Linked DNA regions of Triticum aestivum: region 1 is linked to region 2. Evidence: chromatin contacts called from public Hi-C data. All regions are on one chromosome and are shown on one strand. Each heading gives the region's core, a stretch centred on a gene start, on an enhancer-like site or on the middle of the called end of the contact. The rest is flanking DNA. Distances are from core to core; before and after follow the strand shown. Region 1 holds the start of LOC123182147 (protein S-acyltransferase 8). Region 2 holds the start of LOC123182145 (protein LIKE COV 2).

Evidence for each region. Hi-C and Micro-C count contacts between places; a contact is called where the count stands out from the background.
Region 1: a contact with region 2 is called in a Hi-C map of leaf, with 4 times the contacts expected there. The contact joins the promoter of LOC123182147 here to the promoter of LOC123182145 in region 2. A contact is called at or near these places in 3 of 5 Hi-C or Micro-C datasets (all in leaf).

The regions. Positions count from the first base shown.
Region 1 is chr1D:368,924,022-368,929,885 of IWGSC CS RefSeq v2.1, forward strand. It overlaps LOC123182147 (protein S-acyltransferase 8), which reads right to left and starts at 2,543. Exons shown (of 5, transcript XM_044594620.1): 1 at 2,232-2,543; 2 at 1,751-1,936; 3 at 1,361-1,654; 4 at 173-406. The coding sequence starts at 2,285.
Region 2 is chr1D:368,495,575-368,502,244 of IWGSC CS RefSeq v2.1, forward strand. It overlaps LOC123182145 (protein LIKE COV 2), which reads right to left and starts at 1,400. Exons shown (of 8, transcript XM_044594619.1): 1 at 1,122-1,400. The coding sequence starts at 1,241.

The DNA.
Region 1 (5,864 bases), core at 1,293-3,792, 430 kb after region 2:
TGGCTAGACTGTCATGTGTTTTTAATATATAACAGATTCAGTGGTACTCATGCTTGAAACACATATATAAATGAAAAAAAAAATAAGGAGTAGTAAACAAGAAACAAAATCTTGCAATTATGGTTGAAAACAAACTACTAACAAAAGAGTAATTTCGTGTCAGCAAACTAACCTGGTTAGTGCTAATGAGATATGAATGAAATCCAGTGAGCCCGCCAACAAACCAGAGAGCAATGAAACAATATATCATAAGCACCAAGCAAGCTGGAGAATGTTTGAAAGCCTTCCATACTGTAGGATAGTCTCCTTCCATGAGAAACTTGATGTGTAGTGCCGACATGGCAAAGACATAAATGCAAAGAAGAGTCGAGGACGAAACAAATAGGAAAAAGTATCGGTAATTGCGCTGCACAATGTAAAAGTGAAAGAATAAAATATCAGGAGACAAAGGTGGTAATATACAAACTGCATCAAAATTTCCTAACATTTACAACAAAAACAAGGTTCTGAGTATCTCTTAGTTTCATATGCATTTTTCACCTAGCAAATCAATGGTTTCTTGCATGTGCATGACCTATACAACACCCAAATATGTGGCTTCTAAAATATAGTGTGGAGAGTGGAAGATAGAGGACGCTATCATCAGTATAATCCTCCGTTATTGTACTATTTTTGTGATTTTTTCATTTGCTTGAGCTACTTACAGGCTAGCTGATTCTTAGCTGCTTTCTATTGTAGTTTGTAACCTTTTTAAAGGAAAACTAGAGAATATCCTAAAACAAATTGTAGTTTGTAGCCTAGTACATTTGCTTCTCTCTTATGGAAAAATTGTCATCCCACAAATATGAAACTAATCAGGCCAACGAACTGAAGTATAGATGATGGGTTTACATTGTGCCCTATAAAAGTTCAAACAGAAACTTGTCCCTCAAGTGGTATCAATTACTGTGATGAAGAATGGTTTCATGCTTAATTAATTAAGAACATGTAAGAAAGGATACCAAGGCAAGTCAAGCAAAATCACATTAGCAAAGCAATTCCGCACAACTGATAAGGCACAACATTTCTAAGGAAGCACACACTTCAGCAGAGGAGAACAATACATCTTTGCCTCGTTAACGAGAAGATAGTGCTCTAGAGTAACTAGTAGACACCAAGAATCATGTGAATCATGTCATGTTATGTTCACAATATCAAATGAGCTTGTCGATAGCCCAATCCCAGTACCCTATCTGATTAAGTCCATATAAAATTATTTCTCCCTCCCTCTGGCTCAAGGCATATCCATCTGGAAGTAAATGGTTCAAGATCTTTTTGAGTTTCTTTAAGTAAGGAGTTCAGTGTGCAGAAAATGGTGTACCTGACCAATGCATTGTCCAACCCAGGGGCAATGATGATCGAATCGCTCCACACAATTGTTGCATATCGAACAGTGCGAACACCGCGGAGGCCGGTAAATCATGCAGGTGTCGCAATACTTTATTTTCACAAGCATCCCATTAACCATCACTTCCTTTATACGGGGAAACTGCAGCCTGCCGGGTGTTTCCCCGGCTAACGGATTGCCATACGCAAAATCTTCCTCCGGTGGATGCGATGCACGAGGCACGATACCAGGATCCTGAGCTGAGGTGGTCAGCAGCAACAGAAGCACCTACAGTGTACAAAACAAAAAACCAACAAGATGAGTGCCCCAAATGCTCACTGGTTAACTGATTACTGCCTGCAGGAATGGCCACAATGAACTCACATAGATCATGAACCCCACTGCCACCGCAGGAATCGCGTATCCTGCGTTGTAGCCGGAGAATCGGTGGAGGAGGTGCGGCGCGATGAAGGCGCAGAAGACGAGAACCGGCACCACGATGAGCGCAACCGAGACGAGCAGGGACTTGGCATCGGGTCCGAATATCAGTCTCCCTCCGAGGAAGAACCTCTGCAGACAGCCAACCAACCATGTCACGCCCGCGCATTGCAAGAAAATTTCACATCTTCAGCACACGGCGACGAATCAAATCACACTAAGCACTCTACTGTTCACGCCGCCAGGGAGTGTCAGGGACAATAATAAAACACATACAGGCGCTAAATAAAACTGCCGAAATAAAGAGCGAGAAGTGGAATTCCCCAGGAAAGAACCGGGCAGAAACAACACAAATTCTTGAACCAAGATTCCCAGTTCACGGGCTGGAAGCAGAGGCCAGGGCGAGGGAGACGCGGAGGATCTTTACATTATTCCCTTTCCAAGCTTGGTAGACCCGCTGCTGCGGCTGCGGCTGCGCCATGGGCGGCGCGCGGCGGATTCGGCTCCGGTCAGCGGGGCCGCCTCATCCAGGCGCGCCCCGAACCGGCGGCGAGCACGACGGACGGAATCGACGCAGGCACGCGAGAAAGTGGGGGATTTTGAAAGAGTTGGTGCGCGAGCGAGGAACTGGGAGGGAGAGGGAGGGAGATGAGGCGAGGAAAGCTGCTTGCTTGCGTCGCCTTTGTGCGTGGGGGCGGCTGGTGAGGTGTAAAACGGCCGCCTTTTTCCTTTCTTAGATTAGAATTTGGGGGAGCAGAGTAGAAAATTGGGCGACGCGAGCTGGCAGACGGAACGGAACTGAAGACGAGGGAGGGGAGGGCGCTCCTTTTGCAGATGGCCCCCCGGGCTTCACCGGAACGAAACTCATGAGTGTATGGGACAACTACAAGAAAAACTTGAGAATTTCTTGGAAATTTTACAAGAAAAATAATATGATTGGATTTACTGTGTGCATCTCATATGTTGTTTAATTGGTTTTTAAGATTGATTGTCACCCATATGACGCCTTTGTGTTCCATTTCACACTAGAAAATTTGATTGACTTGCATCTTTTCACAAATTCTTGTAGTTTTCCTGCTGTGCAATCAAACATGTACAGTAGTTATTTATTTTATAGCTTTATAAAGCACTATGTCATTGCAATCGTACTATTTTAAGATACTTTCCTTTTCTAATCGTGCAAATCAAAGACTTTTACTTTCCATCAGTAAAAAGCTTTGAGTATATTTTGAGGGATCCTTTTCTCTTAATGCGACACTAATTCTTACCCAAAAAATCATGCATGTATATACCATATTGTGCCTCGCATAATTTATCACTCCTTCCGTCCCAAAATAAGTGTCACAACTCTAGTACTCCCTCCGTTCACTTTTATAAGTCGTTTCAGACAAGCGAAATTGAGCTGTTTTGCACAATGTCTGAAACGTCTACAAAGCCTTATAAAAGTGAACAGAGGGAGTACAAAGTTAGTACAAAGTTGTACTAAGTTTGAGACACTTATTTTGAGACGGAGGGAGTACTTTCCAACACAATGTAATTGTTTACAATGCATGTTTTGTTGCATGAGGGGGCCATATATACAAGACTTCTAGAAATGAGGGGTAAGCGGTTTCTCTAGGGCATTCTCATGGGTTAATTAATTTTCTTCTTTTGCTACTGTCGACATAGTATGATCTACATCTGAAAATAGTAAACATGTTTAGTGAAATAGGACACCATATTTGCCAAAAACCGTCACATATATGGATGTCTATTGTATGATTCACCACCATAATTGTGTCAAGATGCACTCTACTCACAGGTTGTTCCACGCATTGTCGATTATAGACTTGAGCATTTTATCAACGGGAAATATGGACACACACATTCACGGGTTTGTACTAGGGCGCGGCAAGCTCACAGCCGCCGGTTCGCCTCATGCAGCCACACGATCGCACCCTCGCATGGGGCCCGTGTGGAGCCAACTGGCGTGTGGGACCCTTTTGTCAAAATTTACCAAGTTGCCGAAGCCATTTATTTTTGACCGCGCTTTGTCCATTGCTTGCCACCATTTAGAAAAGAGGAGTGTGACAAAACTCAGGCTATCTATCACTGCTCAGATATTTTCCACCCATATAAGCAAAGGCTAATGCACTGCCAAACATAAAAACACCACAATGCGCTCTGAGCTCCAAGTTGTTGTTGTTTTTTAGCAAAAACCCCAAGTTGGTGTGAGGGGCTCATGTGCAAAGAACCCATCCCTAACGGCCCCACCATGCCAGCACCAAAACGGCAGGCAGGCAAGCCAGCACGGCAGCGAGCGACTCCTGCACCGGGTCCAGACTAGTAGTAGTAGTAGAAACGGACGGCGCCAGGTCGGCCCGGGGGTCCACGGAGGGTCAACCGTCCAGCTACGTTTCTGGACTCTGGTTGCACCGTGGACCGGGCCCAGCCAGCTGAGCAAGCGCCTCTCGCTGTCCGCTGGGACTGGGACCGGGAGCATCGAGGTGTGGCCTCCGGTGGGGCCACGAGTACAGACACCAGAAGAGCCTACCCGCCTAGGGCGCGACACTTTCCTCCATCAGGCAGCATGATTTTGCTCACGAGCCGGATTATTATTAAGCTGCACGTGTGCGTGTTCGTCAATCCATCATTCACACGCAGGATATAATATCTTGTTTGGGGAGCGAATGATGCCCATATATTCTTTTTCTTTTTGACCGACCAGACCTGACCTGCCGTCCCTCACATAAACATATTTTAACACCTGATCTAGATTAAGCAACTACGACTACGAGTATGAAAAAGAAAACAGGGATTAGCATTGTGGCATAATGCACATGCACCGATTTGAAATGTGGAGAAAACGCAGAGGAAGTCCGTAATCTCTACGAGCAGTACCCCTCTATATCAAAATATAAGACGGTTTTCGATACTCTCTTTGTATAAAAAAACGTCTATGTAGTGTATGAGTAATACAGAGGAGTAGTAGAGTAGTAAAATAACGGTAGAGAAAATCTGGAGGCGTTGGAATCCTATATGGGGAAAAGAAAAGGCTTCTTTTCAGGTGTGGGAACCGGTGGAAGGACCATCAACTTTCGGTGGAAACACCATTGGACATTGAGATGGAACCTGGAGTGAGAGAGGCTTTGCTAAAAGAGATCAGTTGCTACAGTCCACAAGACCCCAGATGTCTTTGTTGCAGTGCATAATGATCAGGGAAACTTGTGCATTTGGTTCCAGTGCATTCAAAATGGAGATAAAAATAAAAGGCATGTCAATCGAAGTAGAATTAATCGGTTCCGAGCGACACTGCAAAGTGGTGAGCTTAAAGAGATACACTTGCAAAATAGGAGGTTCACTTGGAGCAACGAGAGGGAAAATCCGACTATGTGCAAACTGGACTCTTTTTTTGCAATGCCGAATGGGACACCACTTTCAGCACTCATCTGCTTCACGCCCTCTCGTCCTCACTATCCGATCACTGCCCGCTTCTCCTCGCCGATGACAAGGGGCCTCGGAAGCCTAGAACCTTCAAGTTTGAATTTTTTTGGATTGCTATGCCCGGCTTTATGGAGGTGGTCAAAAAGGCTTGGATCGAGCCGCTCGAGCACGTTGAGCCATATCAAGTCATGTTCCATAAGCTCAAGAAGGTGGCTCTCCGCCTTTCCGAATGGAGTAGGGGCCTTTTCTCCAAGGCAAAGGTTCACCTACATGCCGCCCTATTGGTGATCCTACGCCTCGACATCGCTCAAGAGACCCGACAACTCTCCCCTGAGGAGAGTGACCTTAGGGCGAGGCTTAAAAGGAGGGTCATTAGCTTGGCCGTGCTTGAGAGAGCTCGGAAAAAGCAAAGTGCGAGAATTGCTAACCTCAAGGAGCGTGATGCCAACACCAAGTTCTTCCATCGCCGGATTAATGCTAGAAGGAGGAAAAATCACATTCATAGGCTAAAGCATGACCAAGGGTGGATCACCGAGCATGACGCTAAGGAGAAGCTCATTCTGGACCACTTTTCTGAAGTGATGAAAAAAGGGAACACATGCAATAAGGATCTAAATTGGGAGGAGCTCAACTTAGA
Region 2 (6,670 bases), core at 150-2,649:
GAGCGGTGGAGGGAGGCGGATGAGGCGGCTTTCGAGGCTGCCATGGCGGAGGCCATGGCCCTCTCCGTGGCGGGCGACTGCGTCGTGCCGCCGGTGACCCCGCCGTCCCCGCCCAAAGCCGAGCCGGAGGAGCCGGCCTACCTCGAGCGCTACTCCTGGACCGGAGTAGTGCGCGAGTGGGTCAGTGCTCCACCGATCTGGCTCGGGGCGACGAAGAAGCAGGAGGCGGCCTACCTCGACCACTGGCGCCGCGTTCGGCTGGCCGAGGAGCGCCGGGAGGGCGAGCGCCTGCAGATGCTCGAGCGCGAGGCCGAAGAGGAGGCGTGCCAGGCCCAGGCAGCGGCGGCGCAGCCCGACATCGCCGCCCTCTGGAACACGACGTTCCCCTGGGCCGGCCCTGCGCCGACGCTGATCGACCTCACCGGCCCCGACGCAGAAGCCGCCGCCGACGAGGACGCCTAGGGAAGCGCGTCGTCTAGTTTTTAGTGTTTAATTAATGTAATGTGGACTTTCGCCGGCCTTCGTGGCCGGCTTTTATGTTTAATTAAATGCATGTATTTATTTTTAAAATGCTTGCAAGACTTTTTTTTGGCGCGCCGACGAAATGGGTCGGGCCAGCGTTGGGCTCTTGCGCCGACCCAAACACAGCGCCGGACGTTAGTGTCCGCCGGGCCAACCCAAACGGACAAAAGCGTCGTCCGTTTGGGTCGGTCCGTTGGAGTTGCTCTAAAACCTGCGGCGTGCATCTGAATAGTAGTTTTGTCGAACACAGGCATCTGGCTGGAGCTCCGCAGCAACACAGGTATCTCTACCTCCAATAGGACTCGCACTGACACTGATGCAGTCAATTTCTCGGACTGTTTACGGCATAGACATCTGACCAACAGCACACGATACGCATGACAAGTAAGCGGACCTCCAATGCAACCAAGGAAACCCTTAAAGTCAACCTCGGTGACAACCCCGGAAGGCAGGCAGAAGCCTTGGATTCGATCAAACGGCGGCAGCGCCGAGGCACGCCCAGATCCGAGCAAGCAACTAGAGGGGTTTCGGTAACTCTAAGCCCCGCCACGTCGTGGGGGGCTACAGGGAGTGGCAAGGCAGATCGATCCGTATCGCACCTGGCGGGTGGAGGTGGCCGGCGAGGTGGGGCGCGGCGGCGACTTGACGGGGTCCTCGGGGTCCGCGGGCTCCGGCGCCTGGCCCATGGGCACGGCGACGTACTCCTTCTCCTCCGGCATTGCGGCGGCGGAGTCGAGGCGGGCGGCGGAGCGGAGGAGGAGGACGGCGACGGCGACGGTTTCGGTAGCTAGTGTGACGGCAGCAGCTGCAGCGGAAAGAGGAGGAGGCGGTTGGTGGCGGAGTCCGCGGTGGGAGGGAGGGAGGGACGCGTCGTGGAGTGACCGAACTGCCCCACGCTACCGTGTGTTGTACTCGTGGGCCCGTGCGGTTGGATGTGACGTGGGGTCTACGGTCTACCTGTCACTGAACGTGGGTCCCGGAGATAGCGTGGGCCCAGCTGTGGGAGGAGGAGGAGGAGGCGTAGCGGACGGCGGACGCTACGGGTTGCAGATGCAGCGCGGCGGCGAGGGTCATGGTCAAATCCGTCGCGCGCGCGGTCGGTCGTCGGTGACTGACTCGGTGTCCTGGTTTTATCCGTGGGCCCACTGTTTGTTCGATGCTTCTGAGTCGACGGGCCGTGTCCTCCTGTTTGCGTTTGGGCCGCCGTGGTCATGAGTCCATTTGGGCCTCCGGTTACACCTAAAATAATAATAATAATAATTGGGCCTCCGGTTTTGTAATGTATGCCGTAGTAAAGGGAATTGTATGCGATTGTATAAGCAATAAATAAAAAGATGATGGCTTGATAAAAAATCTCCGTTGGTATGCGGTTATTACTATGGGTGCCCAGATCTTGCTTATAATTATCGATCGAAAGGTGTTCCGAACATATCCGCATATTATTAAAGTCTCACGTTCACTAACTAGCGTTATGCAGGAGGACTAGAAGGTCATAGAGAATGAGAAAACGGGCTCCGGAAATATTTCGAATGACCTCAGAAGTGTTCTAGGAGGTTTGGGAGCGTCCCGGATTTACCTGGAATGCTCTGGAAGGTGCTAAAGCTTCTGAAAGACCCCGAAATGTTCTCAAACCTTCAAGAATATTATGAAGGGTCCCTAGTGACTAGTGAGCCGCCCCCTATGCCTTGAGGGGCAAGGTGCCACATGGACCCAAGTTGGTCGCCTGCCACATGACTTGTGGGGCAAGCCACCCGAGGGGTGGATCCTAGGAGGACTCCTCTTCTAGGTCGGCCGAACCAAGGAAGGATCCCCTCCCAAGTAGGCCATCCCTATTTCCCATCCACCTACACATGAGAGGTGGGAGCGCACCATGGACAGACAAAAAGGCCTTGGAGGGCGACTACCCTTGCCCTCTGCCCTCTCTCTTTCTTTGATCTAGACTGACTATGGATTGTTACGTCGCTAGGCTATCTCTCCCTCTAGTTTTCGCAGTACCTCTTTGTCTTAATCCACGAAGTGCCTCTAGATCAGTACACGTGGATGCCTTGGAGGTGTCGTCTACTTCTACACTAGATCGGTTGATCATCCTGGAGAAAATTCTCGTAACCGGGAGGCATAACCTAGCTGCAAGAATCAGCGAGCTTCATCAACTCTTCTTCCTCACCTTTAGTTGGGTGGATTACTGGTGAGATGATCATCACTTGTGCCTCCATAGTATTCCTGAGATTGACGTGAGTGAATAGTCTTTTTTGTTGCATAGCACGCTCCCCTACAAAGACCAAATCTCCTACCCCCTCCACCCTCCCTAAAGAGAAATTAGCAGGTGTTAACATTTAGATTGCTAAACTAGGCAACCCATTTACCCATTGCTAGTACTAGGATTGGATCGATATCTCGATGATGCAAGCTTGATGCTAGATACACTTAAGGTTTTGATGGGTTGAGACGTGATACAACTACTAAAAGCATTTCATGCGCTTCATAGCACGGCGTCTGCCCTGACTGCCATACAATGGATATTTTGGCAATAACACGTTGATTGTCCATGGGTGCTTTACATGCTCGAGGCCCATCTTTCAATGTCTTTTCTTCTTTTAATTTGTATTTATTTCTAGATTTCTATTTTTGTTTTGCTTTTCTCTTTTCCACCTTCATTTTTCTTTCTCTTATTTTCCCTACTTATATAAATATGTTTGACAAAGACACACATTTTTTAACTCATGAACACTTTTTAAAATTAAAAAATATTTAAAATTTGTGAACACTTTTAAAAACTTATACAAATATTTTTCATAAAATGTGCGAAACCTTTTTGTAAAATTTCATGATGTTTTGCTTAATTAAAAAAATAAAAATACATGAATTTTTTATATAAAAAATATCTAAAATTACACGAACATACTTTTAGTCACGTGAACATTTGTTTTAAAAGGTATCCACGTGAACTTTGTCAAAAATTCGTGGACACTTTTAAAGAAAACTTGATTTTTTTCTTATAATTAAATGATTATGTAAATAAATAAATAAAATTGAGGCAACCTCGCAAAGCTTTATTATATCGTCACAATGTTTACAGGGACGAATGCAATTCCATCTGGCTGGCCTAACCAAACATGGCGGCCAGCTCCCAAACTCAACGCATGCTTTGCTAAGTTGTGAGCATCAAAGTTTGAGCTTCTAAACTGATAAACTAAATTACAAGAATTAAACGAAGTCATTTGTATCTTGATCTCTCTGATTATTGAGCCATAAACCGCAGCACTTCCTCCTTCTACTTCCTGTACCACTCCTTTGCAGTCTGTAGCAGCATAAACCCTTGCAACATTCAGATTAGTAGCAAGATCAAGGCCCTCTCTGACCGCCAAAGCTTCAAGTGTGGTTGGATCAGATATATGCTTGAAGATAAGTGTTGACGCCGCTAGAAACCTTCCATCTTGCTCTCTGCAGATCGCCGCAACGGCTCCATATCTCCCTCCTCGGCCTATTGCAGCATCAACGTTAAGTTTAGTGAAGCCGTCTGGAGGGGCGATCCATCCAGCGTGACGACGTTCACCCCCTCCCATACTGTGACGCCCCCGATTTGACCGTACACTAATCATACACGCAAATGTGTACGACCAAGATCAGGGACTCACGGGAAGATATCACAACACAACTCTAAAACATAAATAAGTCATACAAGCATCATAATACAAGCCAGAGGCCTCGAGGGCTCGAATACAAGTGCTCGATCACAGACGAGTCAGCGGAAGCAACAATATCTGAGTACAGACATAAGTTAAACAAGTTTGCCTTAAGAAGGCTAGCACAAACTGGGATACAGATCGAACGAGGCGCAGGCCTCCTGCCTGGGATCCTCCTAACTACTCCTGGTCGTCGTCAGCGGCCTGCACGTAGTAGTAGGCACCTCCAGTGTCGTAGGTGTCGTCGTCGACGGTGGCGTCTGGCTCCTGGACTCCAACATCTGGTTGCGACAACCAGAAAGATAGGAAAGGGGAAAAAGGGAGAGAAGCAACCGTGAGTACTCATCCAAAGTACTCGCAAGCAAGGAGCTACACTACATATGCATGGGTATATGTGTAAAGGGGCATATCAGCGGCCTGAACTGCAGAATGCCAGAATAAAAGGGGGATAGCTAGTCCTGACGAAGACTACGCTTCTGGCCATCTCCATCTTGCAGCATGTAGAAGAGAGTAGATTGAAGTCCTCCAAGTAGCATCGCATAGCATAATCCTACCCGGCGATCCCCTCCTCGTCGCCCTGTTAGAGAGCGATCACCGGGTTGTATCTGGCACTTGGAAGGGTGTATTTTATTCAGTATCCAGTTCTAGTTGTCATAAGGTCAAGGTACAACTCCGGGTCGTCCTTTTACCGAGGGACACGGCTATTCGAATAGATAAACTTCCCTGCAGGGGTGCACCACATAAACCAACACGCTCGATCCCATTTGGCCGGACACACTTTCCTGGGTCATGCCCGGCCTCGTAAGATCAACGCGTCGCAGCCCCACCTAAGCACAACAGAGCGGTCAGCACGCCGGTCTAACCCTATGCGCGCAGGGGTCTGGGCCCATCGCCCTATGCACACCTGCACGTTGCGTACGCGGCCGGAAGTAGACCTAGCCTAGTGGCGTTCCAGTCCAATCCGGCGCGCGCCACTCAGTCGCTGACGTCAAGAAGGCTTCGGCTGATACCACGACGCCGGGATACCCATAACTACTCCCGCGTAGATGGTTAGTGCGTATAGACCAAATGGCCAGACTCAGATCAAATACCAAGATCTCGTTAAGCGTGTTAAGTATCCGCGAACGCCGACCAGGGCCAGGCCCACCTCTCACCTAGGCGGTCTCAACCTGCCCTGTCGCTCCGCCACAAAGATCCACTTGCGGGTACTCCTACGAGCCGACCCGACTTTAGTCATCACATGTGTCATGTATGTAGTATATAAGTATATACCCGTGATCACCGCCCAGGTGATCACGGCCCGATAGTATAGCACAGCAGACGGACAAGAATGTAGGGCCACTGATGGAAATCTAGCATCCTATACTAAGCATGTAGGATTGCAGGTAAAGGTAACAACAGTAGTAGCAAGGATAGGCTATGCATCAGGATAGGATATCGGAAAGCAGTAACATGCTACACTACTCTAATGCAAGCAGTATAGAGAAGAATAGGCGATATCTGGTGATCAAGGGGGGGGGGGCTTGCCTGGTTGCTCTGGCAAGTAGGAGGGGTCGTCAACTCCGTAGTCGAACTGGGCAGCAGCAGTGTCGGTCTCGTAGTCTACCGGAGAGAAGAGGGGGAAGAAACAGTAAATACAATGCAAACATAAGCATGACGATGCATGACATGACAATGAACGGTGCTAGGTGTGTCCTAACGCGACAGTAGGTGGTACCGGCGAAGGGGGGGAACATCCGGGAGGTATTCCCGACGTTTCACGTTTTCGGACAGACGGACCGAAGGGGAAAGTTGCTAGTTCGATAGGTTAGGGAGGTGTGGTGGACGAACGGACTGCGTATTCGGATTCGTCTCGTCGTTCTGAGCAACTTTCATATAGAAAACATTTTCATCCGAGTTACGGTTTAAAAGATATGAATTTTCAAAGATTATTTGAATTTCTGGAATTCTTTAATTAACAGAAAAGGGATATGACGTCAGCATGACGTATGAGTGATGTCAGCGGTCAACAGTCCGGTTGACTGGTCAAAACTGACACGGGGGACCCACCTGTCATAGACAGTGGGTTAACAGAAGATTAAACTAATTAATTTTTAGTTAATTAACTACTGGGCCCACCTGTCAGTGAGTGATTAGATTAATTAATTATTTTTATTTATAAAACATTTTCCTTTTCTTTTTTTTCTTTTTTTTATTTTTGCGGCGGGGCCCGCATGTCAGTGGCTGGGCCTGCCCAGTCAGCACGTTGACTGGGTGGACCCAGTCAACGGGGCCCACGGGCCCACTGGCAGTGGCACTGGGGGGGCCCAGGCCAGCCACGTCGGCGGCCGGCGCCGGAGCAACTCCGGCGACCAAAACAGCGGCGGCCCCTCGCCGGAGTTGGCCGGAATCGCGCTACGGGGCTCGGGGAGGAGCGGGGCTAGGCCCATTCGAAAGGGCTCGCAGCGCCGCATCCAGGGGTGGCC